Regions from separate parts of the Mus musculus genome. Here region 2 is linked to region 1. The links are chromatin contacts, called in public promoter capture Hi-C maps. All regions are on one chromosome and are shown on one strand. The core of a region is the stretch at or near the end of the contact, and the rest is flanking DNA. Distances in the headings are between cores, read along the strand shown. Region 1 holds the start of 4933431E20Rik (RIKEN cDNA 4933431E20 gene). Region 2 overlaps Gm40121 (a long non-coding RNA gene).

Region 1 (6,494 bases), core at 3,949-6,448:
ACGAGTTTGAAGCAAGGAATGCCCAGGAACTGACTGTGGCACAGGGGGAGATTCTGGAGGTGAGGCCCATGCTTGAAGCCAAAAAAGAGGCAATGGGTGGGAAGTACAATTAGCCTGGAGTGGGTGGCTTACAGATAGAGAAGGAAAGTGGGAAAGGTCAGGCGGGGAAAGACACGGTCTTGGGGGCAGAGGGGATGGGAGGATGGAGGCTCTGGGGGCTAATGTGGTGATTCTCGGTAGGTTCTGGATCAGAGCAAGCGATGGTGGCTGGTGAAGAACGAAGCAGGACTGACTGGTTACATTCCCAGCAATATCCTGGAGCCCCTGCCAGCTGGAGCCCCGAGAGGCCACCGACAACCATCCTTTAGGGTACTTCCCACGCTGGGGTACCCAGAAGCCCTGAGTCCTAAGTCAGAAGTCAGAAGTGGTAGTAGGGAGGATTAGGTGACAAACAGAGACAATCTTAGTTCAGTTTAATCAATATCATTGCATGCTTCCTCGGTGCCAAGTTCATTATAGGGTCTGAACAAAGATTAGGTGAGCGTCCCTGCCGAACTAGGAAACCAGAAGGTGAGATAAGCATCCTGATGGGATCTCAGTAGAAGGGACCCAATACAGGAGGCTGTGTATGTTTGTAAGATGGGATGACCTCTGACTTCTAGTGCTCCTTGATTCCAGGCCCCAATGCTTCGCCTGAGCTCAAAGCCTGAGGAGGTCACAGCCTGGCTACAAGCAGAGAACTTCTCCACTGTGTGAGTGACCAGTCCCCTGGGGGATGAGGGGCGGTGAGCCCTGTAAATGGGAGAACCACAGGCTCCATTCACTCTCAGAGTTAGAGAGTGTGACCTAGCTTCCACTGTACTTGATGACTCCATCTTAGGCTTTCTCTGCTGAATGAAAGCTGCTTGTCTGAGCCTAGGGTAGGTCACCCAGTGCAGAGGCCATATGTAGTGAAAGAGAAAGAGTCAAGGGTAGCAAATTCTGGAAGAACTTGGGCTGCCCACCTTAGCCACCCTTCCCTTCCAGACCAGTCTTTTTTAAAGTGTTTCTGCCCTCAAATCTCGGAGTTCTGTGGTTCACTGAGACCAAACCACTAGGTGTATCCCTGTACCTGCAGATACCTAATTCCTGTAACCCCAACTTTCCTTCTCTACACAAATACTAAGACCTAGAATCTGCCCACCCTACTTCTGGTGGATTCTACCATTGTTATTTACAGCACTGTAAGGACCCTCGGGTCCCTAATGGGAAGCCAGCTACTTCACATGAGACCTGGGGAGCTGCAGATGCTGTGTCCACAGGAGGCTCCACGGATCCAGGCCCGGCTGGACGCTGTCAGAAGGATGCTGGGGGTGAGGAAGCTCTGGGATCCTGACTCCTATTCAGAGGAATTTAATTCTCCTGGGGTGAGAAAGGGAGAGCTGGGGACACTAGGCATGGGCTATTCCTCTGGGGACTCAGCTCCATCCGTTCAGGTGTGTCTTGAAGTTCTAATCGCATTGGTGATATAAACTCTGGGGAGTCCCTCACTAGGAACCAGCCCCATCTGAATTGTTTTCTCCCTTCAGATGACTCATTAGAGACCAGCTCGAATACCTCTAAGACCAAGGACCTCTCATGTGCAAGATGGAGTATTTGGTACCCAGTTAGAGCCCCTGGAAGTCCTCTTTCAGTTAGTGGCAAGCCACATATCCTGGATCACAAAGCAAAGAAGATGAACAGGTCCAGACACTGAGGCAAATGGTACCTCATTGGGTTGGAGACCCTCACCGGTTACTATTTATTTTACCCCACACCCTAAGTTGGCATACTTATTCCCAGTCTTACTCCTGATCTCTTTAGTCCCAATCCTGCCAATAAAAAGCATCGTTTAACTTGTTCTATGACCCTCTCCTTGCCATTTATTCTGGACCTGATGGGAACCAAAGCCAAGAGAGAGCAGGGAGTTGGGATGCAAAGCATGAAAGAGCAACAACTCTGCAACTGAACCGAACTGAACCGAACAGAACAGAACGGAACAGAACGGAACCACAGCTAACCAAACCAAGCTAAACTAAACTATAACTGAACTAAAGAGAATTCACTGTAACCTAGAGCCTTTGGGGACTATGGTACATTCTTTCTCCTCTCTAAATAAACTCCAAAATGAGGCTACATGCACCACCTCTGTCCTATGGGGCACGACTCACACCCTAATCCAAAGTTTCTAGTCCAACTGTAGGCACAGCGTGTCACCGAGACAAAGAATACTCTGCTGACAGCTGCAGGCTTTCTTCACACTGGTTGGTGATGCAGAGGAGTCTCGAGTGAGGTATTTTGTGCTCTCCTTGGGAGCTTTGTCTTTCAAGCAATGGTTGTTAGGCAAGTCAACCTTGAGCTCCCTCCCACCTGTCTCTTCAGTGGCAGTACACAGGAACATTGCACTGGGAGGTGACGGTCCTCAGGTCCACTGTGTAAACTCAGGCATGTTGGTCCACTCCTTGGCTCTCTGTCCTAGGGTTAAATGAAGAGTTAGGGCTGTCTATGGCTTGTACTCTCTATTGGTGTATATAGTTTACTTCCGGCTCAAAGCTCATGGAATGAATTCTTCTCCATGGAAGAGAAGCTATGCTTCAATTGAGATACCCTGTTGTTAAGGTTTGCTGTTCTCATGGATTCAAGAGCCCCTAACAGGTTCTTAAGATTGTCCAGGAAATCTCTTTTGGCTGAATTTATCCAAGACTGTAACATCATCCCGAGCTAAATACCTTATTTTCAGATGGACTCTATCATTCACTCTCAACTTCCTGGCCTCACAAAATCCTCAGTAACACTGAGTATGAAAGCAAAACTTTTACCTCAAAGGAAGGGGGTGGGGGGAGAGGGAGGGAAAGGCCTTCAGAGTTGTTAGGGGCAAGGTAGCCAATTCAGAAAAGTTAAGGTCTTCGAATGGAAGGAGCCACTATCCCATTGGCCTTGGCCCATCTTAAAGCTGAAAACCAGGGGAAATCTATAGGATTAGGAAAAAAAATGTGCTCTACCCCAGTGTTCACCTACCTTCATAGAAAAGACTGTGGCAAGGTAAGAGGCTCTAAAGTTAGCCAAGCACAGGGAGCCAGCAAAACTAATGTTTTAGGCCATCCTCAGTCTGCATCCTGGACCATCCAGGGAACTTGAGTGGTCCATCAATCTTCTCCAAGCTTCAATTCCTTGTTCTATAAACTGGGCAGAACACCTAATCACAAAGTTATTTAGCCTGAATTGGGATATATCATGAAACAAGTAGAATACTTAGACTACTCTAGAAGTTTTAGACTCGTGGCTCAAGTTAATTTGTTGCTGGCTTTTGTTTTCTTGGGAGGAATCAACCCAGGCATTATACAGTCACATGTCTCTGTACCATTTCTTCTTTATTTTAGAAAAATGTCCTTTTACAAAGTCTGAAGTTTGAGTCAGTTAAACTAACGGGGAGACATAATTTCCCACACCCAGACTTGGGGCTCCGGGAGGCCTGGTGTCTTAGTCAGGATTTCTATTCCTGCACAAACATCATGACCAAGAAGCAGTTGGGGAGGAAAGGGTTTATTCAGCTTACATTTCCACATTGCTGTTCATCACTGAAAGAAGTCAGGACTGGAACTCAAGCAGGTCAGGAAGCAGGAGCTGATGAAGAGGCCATGAAGGGCTGTTCCTTACTGGCTTGCTTCCCCTGGCTTGCTCAGCCTGCCCTCTTATAGAACCCAAGACACCCAGCCCAGGGATGGTCCCACCCGCAAGGGGCCTTTCCCCTTTTGTGCTGTTTTACTCCACAATATGCTTATCATTTTCCGACTAACTTGTGGATCCTGAGCATCAGAATGAGGTTACCTGGGGCTGGAGAGATGACTCAGCAGTTAAGAGCACCAACTGCTCTTCCAGAGGTCCTGAGTTCAATTCCCAGCAACCACAAGGTGGCTCACAACAGTCTATAGTGGGATCCAATGCCCTCTTCTGGTGTGACTGAAGAGAGAGAGCGACAGTATACTCACATATATAAAATGAATAAATAAATCTTTTTTAAAAGATGAGGTTACCCTTAGTGGAGTTGTGTTTTAAATGTAAGGTACTAAAACAAAAAAATAGAAGACATCTCAATAATTTTCATACTACATTCTGAAACAGTATATATTGGGCTACGTAAGTATACTATGGATTCATTGCCTCCTTAAAAAAAAAAAAACTAGAAGCAAACCATTTAAAAACAATCATATGTCTGTCTTGCATTATACTGCTAGTGAACATTATGATCTAGATCCTATACACTCCCCACAGAGCAGAGAGAAAACACTCACACCCTCTGTCTGTCTGGCTGTCCATACCCTTTGCAACCTGCCCCAAATGCTTAATGTTTTGACTCCTCCCATAAACCAGCCTAACTCGACAGCACCTGCTGTTTATCTTGCATAGCTATTTGTCACCTTTCGGTGTTTGCTCTACCCTCCTCTTTCCTGGAGTGTCCTTTGAGGCATTTCCAATGTGCATGACCTATCCTTTTTCACAGTGGACCTGTTTAGTGTCCCCAGCCTCCCTCAGTCTTCACAGAGCCATTTGTATCTTACATAGAAAATGTTTCTATCCCCAAAGTACCTTATACCTGAATCGTTTCCTACCTCGTAGTTTTATGTGCCAGCTCAACTGTGCAACATGACTCACGCTTCCCGGGTAACTAAGGTCCAGGCCCCCACTGCCAGAAGAGTAGATGAAGCATCAACAGCCCTGGGAGAAGTTCACACCGGAGGATTTCAGGAGCCGCAGCAGCTGCGCCTGCGCACCGCCCACTGACCACGCGGAGGGCGGGTGGAGCATAGAGCGAGAGAGGAGGAGACAGTTCGGTCGCGTCAGCCCGGCCCACAGCGTCCAGTATAAAGTTAGCCGCCCACAGTCCATCGCTGTATCCCCGAAGGGGCTAAGATCGCCCAAAATGTCATCCAAGTCTATGGTTCTGGGTTACTGGGATATCCGCGGGGTGAGTGGTCCCTCGCCAGCCCAGCCTCTGGGACAGAGAGGTGCAGGCGGCCGGGCGGGGGTCAGGGGCCGGTGGGCCGATCTCCAGCCTACCTATGGGGTCCCCAGGACTGTGGGTAGAGGAATAAGGTACTGGAAGTTCCCGGGCGTGAGCGAAGGGGCTGCCTAAGGACAATTTCCCTGGACAGGACGCAGGAGCTTGGCAGCGTTGGGTTGGGGACATTGACGGAGGGGGCCTGCGAGCAAGTGGGCACTGCGCAGGCGCGCTGACCGGGGTCTTTCTCCATCCCCTGCTTTTAGCTGGCTCATGCTATCCGCATGCTTCTGGAGTTTACTGATACCAGCTATGAGGAGAAACGGTACATCTGTGGGGAAGGTAATGAATGTCTGTGGGTGCGCTACAGTTGTTTTTTACCCAGAGGGTTGTACCACACCAAGATGGTGTGGGACCCCCTGCTCCTGTAAGCTGGGAACTTTGCCAAGAGAGGCCCATAGAGTTATCTCTTGCTGTTCAGGCCCATCTTTGCAGAAACTCAAGGGTTAGTTTTTGGGGATTGGGAACTTGAGATAACAGGTCTAAGTCTCAGCTAGGTCGGTAACGGGCTTGGGTCCCACTTCTCTCTTACAGCTCCTGACTATGATAGAAGCCAATGGCTGGACGTGAAATTCAAGCTAGATCTGGACTTTCCTAACGTAGGTGGTTTTGGAGGAGTGGGCAGAAGGGAAGGCCTTCAAGTGTATCTGTTTTCACTTCATCTCTGGCTTGGGAGCATCTAGATAGAGACTCTTCACGTTTATAGAATGGATAGAATTCAAGGGTCATTGAACAGAACTGAGAATAACATTTTATTTCCTACTAACGTCTGAGAAACACTAATATTCTCCTCTTAAAGGCAGGCTATAAGAGACATGAGTTGATAGCCAGGTCTGTGACTTTATCACTGATAGATTCCAGGTATTTTCATGGTATCCTAAATGTATCCTCATGTGTCCTGGTTGTTAAAACACCTATTTTTTTTTTAAATGTATCCATAATCACCCTACTTTTACATACTTTAAGGTATAAAATATTTACATTTTGCTTTTTAAACGTCTATATGCCACACATACATTCACAGTGACACACAGGATTAAGCACCCTTGTCTAGAGTCAGGTGAGGACCCAGTGCTACTTTCTATTTATTTAGTTATTTCTCCTGGCTTCTACTCTCACACACCTTGCAAGTCTTCTCTTTTCCAGAGGAGTGGCGGTCCTGGAGGACTAGGTTCACATTAACTTTCCCCTTCTAGCTGCCCTACCTCATGGACGGGAAGAACAAGATCACCCAGAGTAACGCCATCCTGAGATACATCGCACGCAAGCACAACATGTGTGAGTGGGCTGAAGGGGATAGGAGGGAGGAGGCAGTTGGCTCACCTGGAGGTTGGCAATCCTGAGGGTGATTTGTTGCCATCTGGCTGCAGGTGGTGACACTGAAGAAGAAAAGATACGAGTAGACATCATGGAGAAC
Region 2 (6,748 bases), core at 4,048-6,547, 180 kb before region 1:
CGCAAATGCTACAATAACTGAAATGAAATGCCAAACCATGTCAAGCAAGCACTCGGATGCCGAGCCTTCACACTGCTGCCGGGCATGCAAAGATGTCCCAGCCACTAGAAACACTGGGTAACTTTTTCTTAAACAAAACACACAATTCAATATGACCTAGCAATTGCATTTGCAGGTAACTATCCCAGATAAATGAAAATTTATATGCATTCTAAAACCTGTACAAGACTATAAGAGAAGGCAGGAGGAATCCTGGAGTGATGACCATGCAGTGGTTATGATGGTTACAGAAAGCCCTGATTATACACATGCACATCAACTCAACTTAATCCTAAAGGCAAAACCACATTCACTTCCAGAGCTGCTTTTGTGTCAGGAAAAAAAAAAATGACACAAGAGGAACAGGAGCAGGCGAGGTGGCTTAGTGGGTAAGAGCACATGCTGCCAAGTCTGACGACCTTGGTTTAATCCTCTGAATTCCCATGGTAGAAGGAGAAAACTGACTCCCTCTGTGGACAAGGACAAGGAGATCTCCCATAAAGCCCCTGCCCTCCCATATGCAGTCTCAACCATGACGCACCAGAGTGCCACATTTGTTCCAGTTGATGAGTGTTTTGTTTTGAATTTAAAATGCCCACACAAGTTGATATGTCAGGGCTTGGCCCAAGCTGTGCAACCCATTTTGGGAGGTTCTGAAAAATGTTTGGAACTAGAAGAAACAGGTCAGTAGGTGTGGGTCCTTAGGTGTGCCTACCCATACTGCTTTTCATCTCTCTGATTCCTCCATAAAGTAAGGTGGCACTGTCACATGCTTCTCCAGCCCTCTGAAACTATGAGCTAGAATAAGCCTTTCTTTTCTTTTCTTTTTTTTTTTTTTTTTTTTTGGTTTTTTGAGACAAGGTTTCTCTGTGTAGCTCTGGCTGTCCTGGAATTCACTTTGTAAATCAGGCTTGCCTCAAACTCAGAAATCCACCTGCCTCTGCCTTCCAAGTGCTGGCATTAAAGGCATGCGCCACCACTGCCCGGCTGAATAAGACTTTCTTGTAAGCTGGTTCTTCCAGGTATTTCTGTGACAGGAATGAGACGAGCAGTGAGTACGGTGAGCTCACAGTAGCATACCACTATTACTGTAAGTCTACAGTTGAAATTAGGACTCATTTTGGTATTGTATATGCACTTCAAAAATGAATGGTGACATGTATATTCCAGTGTCATATGGAACACTTCCCTTGCTAGTATGAATACCTTTTAATGGTTTCCTGCTTGTTTTGTTTTGTTTTGTTTTGTTTTCATTAGTTAGCACTTTTAGTATTATGCTGAAAGAGAATGAGGAGAGAGGATACCCTGGCTTGTTCCTCATTTTAGTGGGAAACTCCTAATTCCTCGAGTTAGTTATGATGTTAACCATAGGGTTTTCATAAACGTTTATTCTCTGTAGTAGGTTGGTCTGAGTGTGTGAGGTTTATGATATTCTCAAACAACCAGCTCTTCATCTCACTGATTTCTCCACGTTTTATGTTTTCAATTTCACTAACGTAGCCCCTCACTTTTACTACATCTTTTCATCTGCTCACTCTATATTTAATTTGGTATTTTCTAGCTTCCCAGGGTGGAAACTTAGATATTATCTTAGTCATTTTAGGCTACAATAACAAAATGCCATCAACTGGGTGACTTAAATGACATACATTGATCTTTAACAAGACTGGGAAGCCCAAGGTCATGGAAGGCTCTACAGAGGACCCTCTTCCTGGCTTGCACTTGGTTTCCTTCTTGCTATTACCTTGCTCCACCTTGAATGGTGGAGAAAACTCTGGGGTCTCTTCTCTTTTAAATATACAATTTATTTTTCTTTTATGCTCATTGCTGTTTTGTCCACGTGTGTGTCTGTGTGAGGTTGTCAGAAGCACTGGAGCTGGAGTGACAGGTAGGTGTGAGCTGCTATGTGGGTGCTGGGAGTTGAACCTGGGTCCTCTGGAGGAGTAGCCAGTGCTCTTAACTGATGAGCCAGGGATCTCTTCTTATGACACTAATCATTGTGTGTGTTCTGTTCTCATGATCTCATTTGAACTCTTTGTAGACTAGGATGACCTTGAACTTCTGATCCTTCTGCCTCTACCTCCCAAGTGATGGGATTACAGGTATGTATGTGCCTGTACCTGGTTGATGTGATGCTATGAATTGAACCCAGGGCCTTGTGCATGTTAGATAGGCACACTACCATCTGAACTATATCCCTAGACCTTGCCTGCCACTCAGTGCCCTTAGTTTTCTTTTCTTTTTTAAAATTTTTTTTCTTATTTTTCTTGTAACAATTACATTTCAATTTTTTTTACTTTTCCCTAAAAAATATATTTTTTAGTGGTTGCCCTAGAATTTGCAATATACATTTACAGCTAATCCAAATCTATATTTATATAATAATCTCTATTTTTATTTTTAATATTTTTCTTTCATTACTTTTTCTCTTTACAATTGTTCTTATTGTAAATATCTCATAACAACAAAAATTCCTAATTTCCTCCTTCTCTCCTTTGAGTCATAAGATTATACATTCAAACATACTTAGTATATTATTGCTGTTATTTTGAACAAACTGTTACCCATAAATCAACTAAGATTTTTTACATTGAAGTTTTAACTACCTTGACATTAATTGTTTTAATCACACAAACAGAGCCTCCTTTTCTGGGGCTCTTCCTTTTGTCAGGTACGCCTGTCTGTGACCTGTGCCCCTATATTCTTGTCTTTGAAGAGCTTTTTAACATTTCAAGTAAGGCAGGCAACACATTTCCTGGTTTTGTCTTAAGCAATCTATTTCTTCTTCACGTTTTTTTTTTTTTTTTTTTCTGATTCCAGATGGAATCTTGAATGTGGCCCAGGCTTATCTTGAACTCCCAAGTTCAAGTCACCTGTACCTGCCTTTGCCTTCCGTTGCTGGGGCTCCAAGGCATATACCTCAGTACCCACTCTGTTCACTTTCGGAGCCTCCTTTCTCACAATTCCAGACTGTCTTTTCCTTCCCCCTCAGCGTAGTAAGCATTTCACATCACACTTTTCTCATTTGCTTGGTTTTGGAGGAATTCCTGTCTTCACTCCTGTGTAGGTAAGGCTTCTTTTCCCCTGATGTTTAAATATCCTAGGTGTGGTTTTTGTTACTGTTGGTGTTGGTGTATTCATTTCCCTCTATATCTCAGATGGGGTGTGCTAGTGAAAGGAGTGCTGAGAAAAAGGCCATTTGGTGTACATGCATGTAGATAGTGGGAGTGAATACTCAGTAACATGCCAGATAATTCAGCCTGGTGTTGGAGCTATGAGCTCACAGGGCTTCTTAGTCTCTGCCCGCACACCTCTCACTGAACGACAGAGAGGAGTTGTGCTGTCACTGAGTAATTCCCTTCTTTCTGTTATTAGACTCTGGAAAAACTTCATTAGGACTGCCCTCAAGGGACCTATTTTCCCTCGAGGGCAGTCCTAACACACTGTTCTCTGGCCTTGGTATTTCATAATGCCTGTTCTTCCCCAGAAGTATCAGATTTTTTTTTTCCTCTAAAACAGTGGTTCTCAACCTTCCTAATGCTGCAACCCTTTAATACAGTTCCTCATGTTGAGGTGACCCCCAACCATTAAATTATTTTCATTGCTACTTCATAACTGTAATTTTGCTACTGTTACGAATCAAAGTCTATATTTTCCGACGGTCTTAGGTGACCCAAAGGGGTCACAACCCACAGGTTGAGAATGCTGCTCTGTAGTCTTTGGGAGAAACTAGAAGCCCCTGGACTAGAAGTAATGAAGATTTCCCCCACTCTGTCCCACTGTCTGGGACCCACTGAAGTCTTCACAGCTTGAGCTGGTTATACACTGAGCACTAACTAGCAAGTCCTCCACTACAATCTAGGCTTTCTTACCCTGGTTCCTGGGAGCTTTCTGCTCCAGTTCTCTGCTGAGTTGTAATTCTCTGTATCTGCATTTCTGATTGTAGGGCGGGGCACAGTTTTCCCTGAGGCTCCTTTGCTTTGAGGGATCTAAGAACACCTGCTGATTTTTCAGTTTGTTCAGACTTTTGCTTTTTGTTTTCCCTTGTTGAGATGAAGTGATGACTCCCCAACTAGTTCCTCACATACTGGATATGAAACAGCTAATTAAAATAATTTAATTGTTAAAATGTTACATTTTATCATATTTTTAAATTTTTTAAATGAACAAGTAAGGAGTTGATCAGTGGGGAGCAGACATAAGGAGTAAGGTGATTTTTCCAAATCTCTGCCACCATTATGTCAAATTCAACATATTTGGAACCCTTTATTTAACCTTCTGTATTAGCTACTTTTGAGTTAGTGTGACCATAACACCTGACAGAAACAGTGTAAGGAGTAGCTTTGGCTTATGGTTTTTAGAGCATTTGAGACTGTGGCAAGGAAGGCATGGCAGAGGGAACTTGTGGCAGAGGCTGCTCATGTCAGTGCTAGGCAGAAAGCATACAGGGACAGAGGATCAGGCATCAGGTATAACCTGCAAAGGCACATTCCTCTTGACCCACACAGCCAGCCATGCCCTATCTTCCATGGCATCCCAAAAGAAGTGTCCCTGGGGAGTAGCATCCAAAGCCTGAGCCTATGGAAGACATTTCCTATTCATCCACAGCACTTACCTGGCTCCCTGTGTTCTTGAGTCTTAGTGCATGCCTGTTGAAATTTCTATCAGCTATCCATGTTCAAAACTGTAACTCATATTTGACACTATTCCTACCTAAAGTTTTATCAGTTGTCATAACATGTCTATTATGCATCTGCAACTTAGTTTATATCTATTTTTCTCTAATCTTCTTGCTCCTTCCATTGTTCTTCATTGCTCCCCAGAATTTTCATAACATCTTCATAAAAGTCAGCTTTGGGCAGGGTGGTGGTGGCAGCATCACTACACGCCTTTAATCCCAGCTCTTGGGAGGGAGAGGCAGGCAGATCTCTGTGAGTCTGAGGCCAGCCTGCCTTACAGAGTGACCAGTACAGTAATTCCTAGACAGCCAAGGCTACACAGAGAAGCCTTGTCTTGAAAAACAAAACAAAACAACAAGAAGTCAACTTTAGAGTCAGAATAACATGAAATTAAACCCTGGCTCTACCACTGTAACTGTCTGGCCTTCAGCACAATACAGTTACCTTTTAAGTGCAGGCACCATCTGCCAAATTGATGCAGCAACACTCAAATTAGGAGATGGCTCTGAGGACTGAAAACCATGTGGGCCAGCACTATGTCTTAAGTGCACTATTAATTTTATTAAGCAAAGCAATCTCTGCAAGACTTTGACCATCTGCTGGGTGCAAAGTAAGTACTTAGCTTTTGATGGCTGCTTTATATGATTATTCTTTACCTGGGTCCCACTGAATTTTACTGATCATTTTAATCATGCCTGTCCCTTGTTCAGAACCTTTCTTTAGTCTCTCTTACCTTTTGCAGTAAACTCAAAGTCCTTTCCCAGGCATTCAAAGCTGTTCCCAATTGTTTCCTTTTCTTTTCAGTTTTACTACTTGCTCACTGCACCCCAGACATACCCTTGCTGTTTTATTTCTCTCTAGTTTATTCGATCTCTCGCCTCTTGCTGGCCCCTGGCTGGAATGCTCTTTCTTCTTCCATGTTGCTCAGTAAATATTTGCTAAGTAACTAGATTGTGTTCTTTGGAAAGACTTTCAGAGAAGCCAGTTGCATCCAACCATATGCTCCTCCTGTGATGGAGACACACAGGGAAAATTATGTTTACTTTTGGCCAGACTCTGTAGGGGAGGCATGTATACAAATGGAGAAGTTTCAAAGAAGTCCCTCCTGTTCTACCACCCTCCTCCTGAATGCCAAGGCTGTAACTGACCGTGCTAGACTCTGCTGTGTCAAGTAACCTCCCGGTCCAGGGTACTGGTACTGATTAGAGCAGTTTTAGCATCCTCTGGAGAGAGTAGAGGACAGCTGCAGCATCAGCAAACATTGCACAGGAATTTAGAATATGTTTCTAAATTTTGCTGTAGTGGAAAAAAAAAGTCTCTGACTAAGATGAGCCTGTGCGCTAAAAGGATGGGTGAAAGGGGCTGAGGCTGCATGGAGCTCTGGCCCGTGGTGCCTGGGGCATCTCTGCTTCTCTTGTGTTTTGAGAATGTATGGTATGAGAAAGTAAATATCTGTCAGGGGCTGGGGAAAGGCAAACCAGCAGAATGTTATCTACTTCTATGCTATCCGGGCCTAACAAGGTCCTCTAAAAGGGAGCTTTACCAAAGACACAGAAGACTTTCTACTTGTGGACTTTTTCCTGGGAGATATAAACACATGTCTACTTAGTCTTGATAGGGCACCAATGGCAGAGCAAAGGAACAGTTCTTCCCTAGTCCGGTATGGGTGATGGTTTCCCCATGGATGTATGGACTTTTACCCTTCAGTGAACTTCTCACTCTTAAGGTGAGAAGGTGTCCCTTTAAGGTTTCCCTTAAGCACCATCTGAAAGTTTGTAGAGCTGGGACAGAAATACACAGAGCAAAGAGGGGCAATACAGGAAGGAATGGCTGGAACCTCAGGTGACCTTCTTATGCCCCTTAGCCCCTTCTTCTAAGAGGAAACATCAACAGGACTCATCTTGAGGGTCACTTGAAAGTAGCCACAGCTATTCTGATTAAGACTGCAGTTAGTATTATGTTCAGAGGGTAGTGTTCCACCAGGACTACAGAATGGGGCGGTTCAGGTGAAGTCTTTCTTCTCTGAGCAC

What was found. Promoter capture Hi-C pulls out the DNA fragments that hold promoters and counts their contacts.
Region 2: a promoter capture Hi-C map of embryonic stem cells shows a contact between it and region 1. The contact joins the enhancer-like site here to the promoter of 4933431E20Rik in region 1. A contact is called at or near these places in 13 of 39 promoter capture datasets (the C10 cell line, the HPC-7 cell line, HPC-7-derived erythroid cells and 10 more), 2 of 484 Hi-C or Micro-C datasets (bone marrow-derived macrophages and colorectal tumor organoids), 3 of 115 datasets of contacts at active chromatin or transcription factors (bone marrow-derived macrophages, forebrain and pancreatic cancer cells) and 2 of 9 other capture datasets (adipose tissue and liver).

What each region holds. Positions count from the first base shown.
Region 1 is chr3:107,891,015-107,897,508 of GRCm38.p6, forward strand. It overlaps 4933431E20Rik (RIKEN cDNA 4933431E20 gene), which reads right to left and starts at 5,199. Exons shown (of 3, transcript NR_015459.1): 1 at 4,629-5,199; 2 at 3,037-3,214; 3 at 1-2,493. Gstm5 (glutathione S-transferase, mu 5) reads left to right here and starts at 4,840. Exons shown (of 8, transcript NM_010360.2): 1 at 4,840-4,984; 2 at 5,284-5,359; 3 at 5,612-5,676; 4 at 6,274-6,355; 5 at 6,448-6,494. The coding sequence starts at 4,940. It overlaps Eps8l3 (EPS8-like 3), which reads left to right. Exons shown (of 19, transcript NM_133867.2): 15 at 1-59; 16 at 241-369; 17 at 679-752; 18 at 1,220-1,352; 19 at 1,569-1,886. The coding sequence ends at 1,580.
Region 2 is chr3:107,708,859-107,715,606 of GRCm38.p6, forward strand. All of the region lies in intron 1 of Gm40121 (a long non-coding RNA gene), which reads left to right. Among named protein-coding and RNA genes, the nearest start is that of Ahcyl1, 16 kb to the left of the region's middle. Within about 2 kb of position 5,298, at least 22 of the 459 cell types and tissues checked have an H3K27ac peak or open chromatin away from gene starts, as enhancers often do.